2 separate regions of the Mus musculus genome follow, and region 1 is linked to region 2. Evidence: chromatin contacts called from public Hi-C data. All regions are on one chromosome and are shown on one strand. The core of a region is the stretch at or near the end of the contact, and the rest is flanking DNA. Distances in the headings are between cores, read along the strand shown.

The links. A called contact is a pair of places that touch in the nucleus more often than the background predicts.
Region 1: a Hi-C map of the N1E-115 cell line shows a contact between it and region 2, with 10 times the contacts expected there. The contact joins two enhancer-like sites.

The regions. Positions count from the first base shown.
Region 1 is chr3:132,583,974-132,587,329 of GRCm38.p6, forward strand. No RefSeq gene overlaps it. Among named protein-coding and RNA genes, the nearest start is that of Gimd1, 44 kb to the right of the region's middle. Within about 2 kb of position 1,633, at least 2 of the 459 cell types and tissues checked have an H3K27ac peak or open chromatin away from gene starts, as enhancers often do. A contact at or near this core is called in the N1E-115 cell line, where this site is marked.
Region 2 is chr3:131,974,883-131,978,026 of GRCm38.p6, forward strand. The region is part of intron 2 of Gm29865 (a long non-coding RNA gene); the gene reads left to right. Among named protein-coding and RNA genes, the nearest start is that of Gm29949, 31 kb to the right of the region's middle. Within about 2 kb of position 1,254, at least 8 of the 459 cell types and tissues checked have an H3K27ac peak or open chromatin away from gene starts, as enhancers often do. A contact at or near this core is called in the N1E-115 cell line, where this site is marked.

The DNA.
Region 1 (3,356 bases), core at 383-2,882, 610 kb after region 2:
GCTGCCTGAACAAGACCTGCATAATGGTAACACCACTTAACATGACAACACGGACAAGGTCTCATCCCTAGATGAAGAACTATCGGCAATCAGTAGCTGCTAAGAGATAGAGAATTCATTTTCTTTAGAGAGATGTCCACTGATATGACCACTATCCAATCCCAAGTGGTCAGCCCTAAACAGGAATATATGCAAGCCACACAAAATGGAATCAATGGGTTTTAGACACACATAGCTATGACTACACACATGTATGTGTATGTAGCAATAATGCTTAAGTGAAAAGAAGCAATGGATTTGAGAGGGTGGACATTGGAGGAGTTGGAGATGAGAAGGAGGATGCAGAAATTATGTAAATGCCGAACACATATATGAAGTTCTCAACATATTTAAATTAAATAAGGTACAACTATGGTGACAGGAATATATATATTATTCAGTCATCATGCAAGACAAAATGCCATTCAAAGAAAACTATATAGAATCAGAGGCCTCTTCCTCCTCCTCTTACTTAGATCAAGTCACTAAATGAAGGTACACAGTTTTGAATAGCACTGCACAGCAGAAGATGCACGTACAATGAAGAAGAAAGTTTCTAGAAAGCTCAAAAAGGATGAAGCCACTCTGACTCTGCTGCTGCCTTCACTGATGCTGCCCCACAGTCTGGCAGTGAGGATCCTTGGGGCTGACTCTTGGGAACAGAACCCTTGGCCTCAGAAAGTGTGTACTGTGTCTGCTAAAGTCTTCATCCCCTGATGCTTCCTGCTGGGTCCTTTCCCCTAGACTCCTCTGAAACTTCTCCAGGGCCTCCTGGGTTTTGTATGTGGTTTGCTTGACCATCTCCTCCTCTCTTTATGGTCCTCAACATTTCCACCTTTTCTTTACTGGCCCTTTGCCTTTTTTTTTTTTCTTGGTCACCAAGACCTTTAGAATGCCTTTAATCTCAGGAGATCTCTTTAGCTGGATCCTACAACCCTTGATGCCTCAACCCTTGATGCCTACCCCATATGGACTTCTAAAGCCTTTCATTGATTGCTCTAACATCTTTATGGGAGCCTTCTCAATGAGATTGAGTTAACATTATAGTTAAAGATTAGGCTTTGTGTGCCCAAGAAAGTTAGATAGCTTAGGCACAAACATTAAGTTGTCTTATTAAAGGATGCTGAAATGCGCCTGTGTGCCTGTTGTTATTCATTTCCTAATTGCCTCAGTCAGGTTCCCAGGACCCAGTAAGTCTTAGGAGCAAACAGTCTAATAAAATCCATAATGTGATAAATGGCTAAATTTTATACGGCCATTTATACCCCTCTGCTACAAATGACTGCTCTTTGTGTGTGCTTAGACTTCTATTTATAGAGAATTGAAATAAATATGGTAATGAAGCACGTAATCTCTGATGATCCTGGAGGAATGGCTGTAATATATATCCTTGAATATTTCCACTGATGGCACCCGGCAAATTTAATTTGTTTCCCATTAAGCTCTCACTAGACTTATCAAGTCACCAAATGAAGAAATGTCACTGTACATTTCCTGTCTGTAGATGATCACCGTGTGGTGAAATCCGAATCCCTGGGATCATCCCTTGAGGATGAATAGCTTCCTGAGACCATTTGGCCTTTTAAATTCTAGGAGATGGACCTCCATGATAACTTCCAGATCTTTAAACAGCCTCAAAATTAAAATGATTCTGTTTATCTTCTTGGTTAATCTAGCCATGCTTGGCTGAGTTGCTTGATATACTGGTACAGCAATGATTAGTTTAATTTATCACAGAGAAAGAGTATTTATAGAGGGCCATTAGTGCTCCTAAGTCAATTAAACAGAAGGCGTGGTAGAATACTGCAAACATTCTATTTCCCCCTGGGCCTCTGCTTCATGATATAATTTGCTACACTATGTTAGCCAGAGAATGTTTATGCAGACTGGTCCTTTTAATCCAACTTCCTTTTATTATTTTCTTCCCCTTTCTCGTTTTTCTTCTTTATTTTTCAACAGGCTCTTTTTACTTAATGCTGAAATGTGACTGTGGTGTAGTATATGATACGTGTGTATCTCAAAGCTTTTGTTAGTTTTTTAGAATATATTACAGTGATTATATAATTGTCATGAGTGCCAGGCATGTAGAGATACAGAGTACTCAAGAAATGATTGAAAAGGATCAAGTTGGGGTTTTGTATGTGATTATTGAAGCTCAACAAATAACTTAGCTACCATGATCTTATTCTGCTTACTGAGCACAGGTACTCTGGAGTACTGAGCTATAGTCAGGAAAGCAACCTCAGCCACTTCTGTTTTTATTCACCTCTAACCTTGGAAAGTAGGCCAACATCTGTACCATTCTCCATTGCTTCACTTCATCTATGTGCATCTTCCTTTGCTTGTTTATTCATTAATTTATGGGGAAAGAATCTTGCTGTGTATCCCAGGCTGGCCTTGAACTCACATTCCTCCTGTCCTAGCCTCCCAGTGCTAGTGTGCTCCACAGTGTCTGGCTGATGCTGACTGCTATTCATCAGGGCCAGCAAGATAGCTTAGCAGGGAAAGGTGCTTGCCATGCAAACTTGGAAACCTGTGCCCAATCCCAAGAAGTAATATAAAGGTGGACACACACATACACATACACACACACACACACACACAGAGAGAGAGAGAGAGAGAGAGAGAGAGAGAGAGAGAGAGACAGACAGACAGACAGACAGACAGACAGAGACACAGAGAGAGAGAGAGAGAGACAAAGAGAGAGACAGAGGGAGATTATGGCATGAACACCCACACAAAATAATAAAATGAAATTTGTTTTCAAGATAAATACAATTAAGAAAGTCACAATATAAACTTACTTGAAAGAAGTTTCAAGATTAAAGCTAGTGCCTAAATAAACGTTTCAAGAGTCATCATTTCTTAAGAAAATGTGTTTGAATATAGTTTAAATAGGGGCTCAGCAGTTAAGCACACTGACTTTTCTAGAGGTCCTGAGTTCAATTTCCAGCAAGCACATGGTGGCTCATAACCATCTGTAATGGAATCTGATGCCCTCTTCTGGTGTGTCTGAAGAGAACAACTGTGTACTTATATACATAAAATACATAAATCTTTTAAAAAGGAAAAAGAAAACAGCTTAAATGACTATAATAGAGAAGTGTAGTATTTGGGTATGTACCATGCTCTGTCTAACTGGATCTTGCATACTACATGCTTGGAGTTCATGTCAACAAACAAGACACATAATATGAAAATAGGTAAATATGATGAAGTTGGAGCATGATAAAGAAGCCAGGCATGGTGGCACATACATTTATTCCCAGATCTTGGGAGGCAAAGGCAAAACTCTGTGAATGTGAGGTCAGCCTGGT
Region 2 (3,144 bases), core at 4-2,503:
CACATGCTTGCATGTACATACAGCCATACACAAAATAACTGCAATAGATGATTCATTACTAAGTTACCTAGTTTTGACCACCTCTTGGAGAAAGTTAAAGGCTCCATATTTGTATTCAGCCTAAGTATGTGTTTCCTCTTTTGTATTGTTTTGTTTTGTTTCTTTACATATTTATTTATATGTATGTGTGTGCTTGATTTCTCTAAGAGAGTTAGGAAACTAAAGAGTTTCCCCCTCCCTCTTTGTTTCCTTTGTACCTGGAAATGGAGGTAGAAACTATTCTCTCTTCCTCTTCTCTTTTCATCTCTAAAGTCTCATCACTTTTCTGAATAAAGGAGCTTTTGATTCTGCTTTTGACTGACTGATCACTGTCTTTCTTAGTTTGTCATGCAACATATGAAGACAATAAAAGGAGACCCATGCAGGATCTACACACATGCAAGATCTACACACATGAAAGATCTATACATATACAAGATCTTCACACATGCAAGATCTACACATATATAAGATCTTCACTCATGCAAGATCTGTACATATGCAAGATCACACATGCAAGATCTACACATATGAAAGATCTACACATATACAAGATCTTCACACATGCAAGATCTACACATATACAAGATCTGCACACATGCAAGATCTACACACATGAAAGATCTACACATATACAAGATCTTCACACATGCAAGATCTACACATATGCAAGATCTTCACATATACAAGGTCTGCACACATGCAAGATATACACACATGAAAGATCTACACATATGCAAGATCTTCACACGTGCAAGATCTATACAAATGAAAGATCTACACATATACAAGATCTTCACACATGCAAGATCTGTACATATGCAAGATCTGCAAAATGCAAGTTCTACACATATACAAGACCTGCACACATGCAAGATCTACACTTACACTCTTTAGTTTACATGAGATCCTGAGAGACCTCCTGAGGTCACGTCACACACACACACACACACACACACACACACACACACACACACTTCAGACCAGTATCCTTAGTTTTTCCATCAGGCTCCATGAACCTCCAGGCTTCCACCAGAGACTGGAAAAAAATGCTCATGCTAAAAAAAAAAATCATAAATGTCAAAATCTGGTTCCATTTGATAATTGGTGTTGCCAACATTGGTACTTTTTCTCTTCCTCAAATCTGCCCCGTCTGGCTGCCCTCTGGGGTCACTGAAGGAGGACAAAGCTGTGGTTAGTCGTGCTTGCCACTAGAGGGCAATGCTGACCATTAACAGAGTGATTCTAAGGCGCTGGCCTTTGGAATTTGAAGCTCATCTGTACCCTTGACTGAGAGAAAGCAGATGCAGAGCTCATGCTTTGTGTTCTGTACGTGATATAAAGACTGTAGTGCAGATATTGTGAACATGGCTGACAACTGTACTCCAGAATACAACTTAGCATTTGTTTCCCAGTTTTGGATGGTCATCAATTGTGGGGATGTTACATCCTTGCATGCTGTCTCAATATGTTTTAGGAGTCCTGACTGATGGCGCATCTTTACAAATGCTACAATAAGTGTTAGTATATAAGGACCATGGGTACATGCGGAGGAGGGGGTCTGTGTGGTTCCAGTGACTTCAATGAAGTTCTCATACTGTCACATACTCTAAGATCCGAAAATGAACCTTCTTTTCTTACTGTGAGTTACAATTATTTTGTAACCTTAATTTAAATAAACACAGCATCATACAACATTATCTGAGTAGTTTCCTATCTATAAGTACATGGATATATTGGTATCATATTCATTTTGGGTAGCCTTCATATTTTACCTTTTAGGAAACCAACTAACCCAAACAAACAGAGAATACAAAGCCAGCTGTAAAAAGGAAAAAAAAAAATCTACAAAGAAATTCCAGATACAGAATGTCGTGAGGTGAGGGACCAGGCTCTATAACTGGCAACTCTAACTTGCTAATGCCTAGAGATCAGTGGAATTCTCTTGCATTTAAATGCATTCAGTAGAAATATGTGAAAAATTGCTTTCACTAGTTCCCAGGACAAGATGTTGGAATTTGTAAAACACGGTCAGATTGCTTTAATACACACTGTAAAAATAAACTATTTGATAAAAGACACTTTTAAAAATAGTTCCCATGTCTTTGGGGAAAACGCTTTTATTGTGTGTTAAGGACTCCCTGAAAGACAGGAAGCAAAATGTGAGACTGACGGGGGTAAACATGGTGGTAGGGCGACCTCTGAGGAAGGCTGCCCTGAAAGACTGGTAATATTAAAAAAAAACTTTAAAGGAACAAATCTCTCCAACTGAACTTACTAACTGTGATGCGGAAAAAAAGCTGCCGGGTGCAGGAATAAATCAAAGGATGAGTTCTTGATTATTTGAATGTCAACTTGTAAAAGATGAACTCTCTGATGCACACAAGTAAGAAATGATTTCAGATTGCCTCCCCCCGCCCAGAGCACCAATGGCCTACCTCACAAAGAGCCCTGGAAACAAACCAGGAGACATCATCCATGATTGCATAAGAACTGGAGTCATCTCTATTCTCCCGACCACCACTTCTTAAACAAGAAAGACCTGGAGGGGTCCCAGACAACAATAAGTACAATGATCAAGGAGGCTCTATATGAACATCGATTAAAGGAATTGGATGCTTTAGGCTAAACACATAAAAGCAAAAAGGGACTATGATCAAAGTCTTATTGTCAAGTCTACTATGACGTAGAATACAGACCTGTTCATAAAATCATGTAAGGAGTGCGGAGATTGTTGTATTGTATGTTGTATAGCATTTTAGACTATTTCATCATAGACAGGCAGGACATTTAGTGAGTGAATTTTCTTTGATGGTTGTTTTAGGCTGAGCAAATGGGTATTTTCTGGGATTATTAACATTATGGATGGCTGGTAGAACTACAAAGGAAGGGTTTGTAAGGTTTCCTGAACATGAAAAAATTCGGTGTACAGGTTGAGTGGACCTTATCCAAATAGCCTGGGTGAAAATTGGTTTAGATTTGTGGGTGTTCCTTTTACTTAGGGGGATGTATTTGGAATGGGACATATTTAAAATATTCATGTTGGAAATGTAGTTCAAGTTTAAATGTGGTACTCAGTCATGTATAATTTATATCTTTTATTCA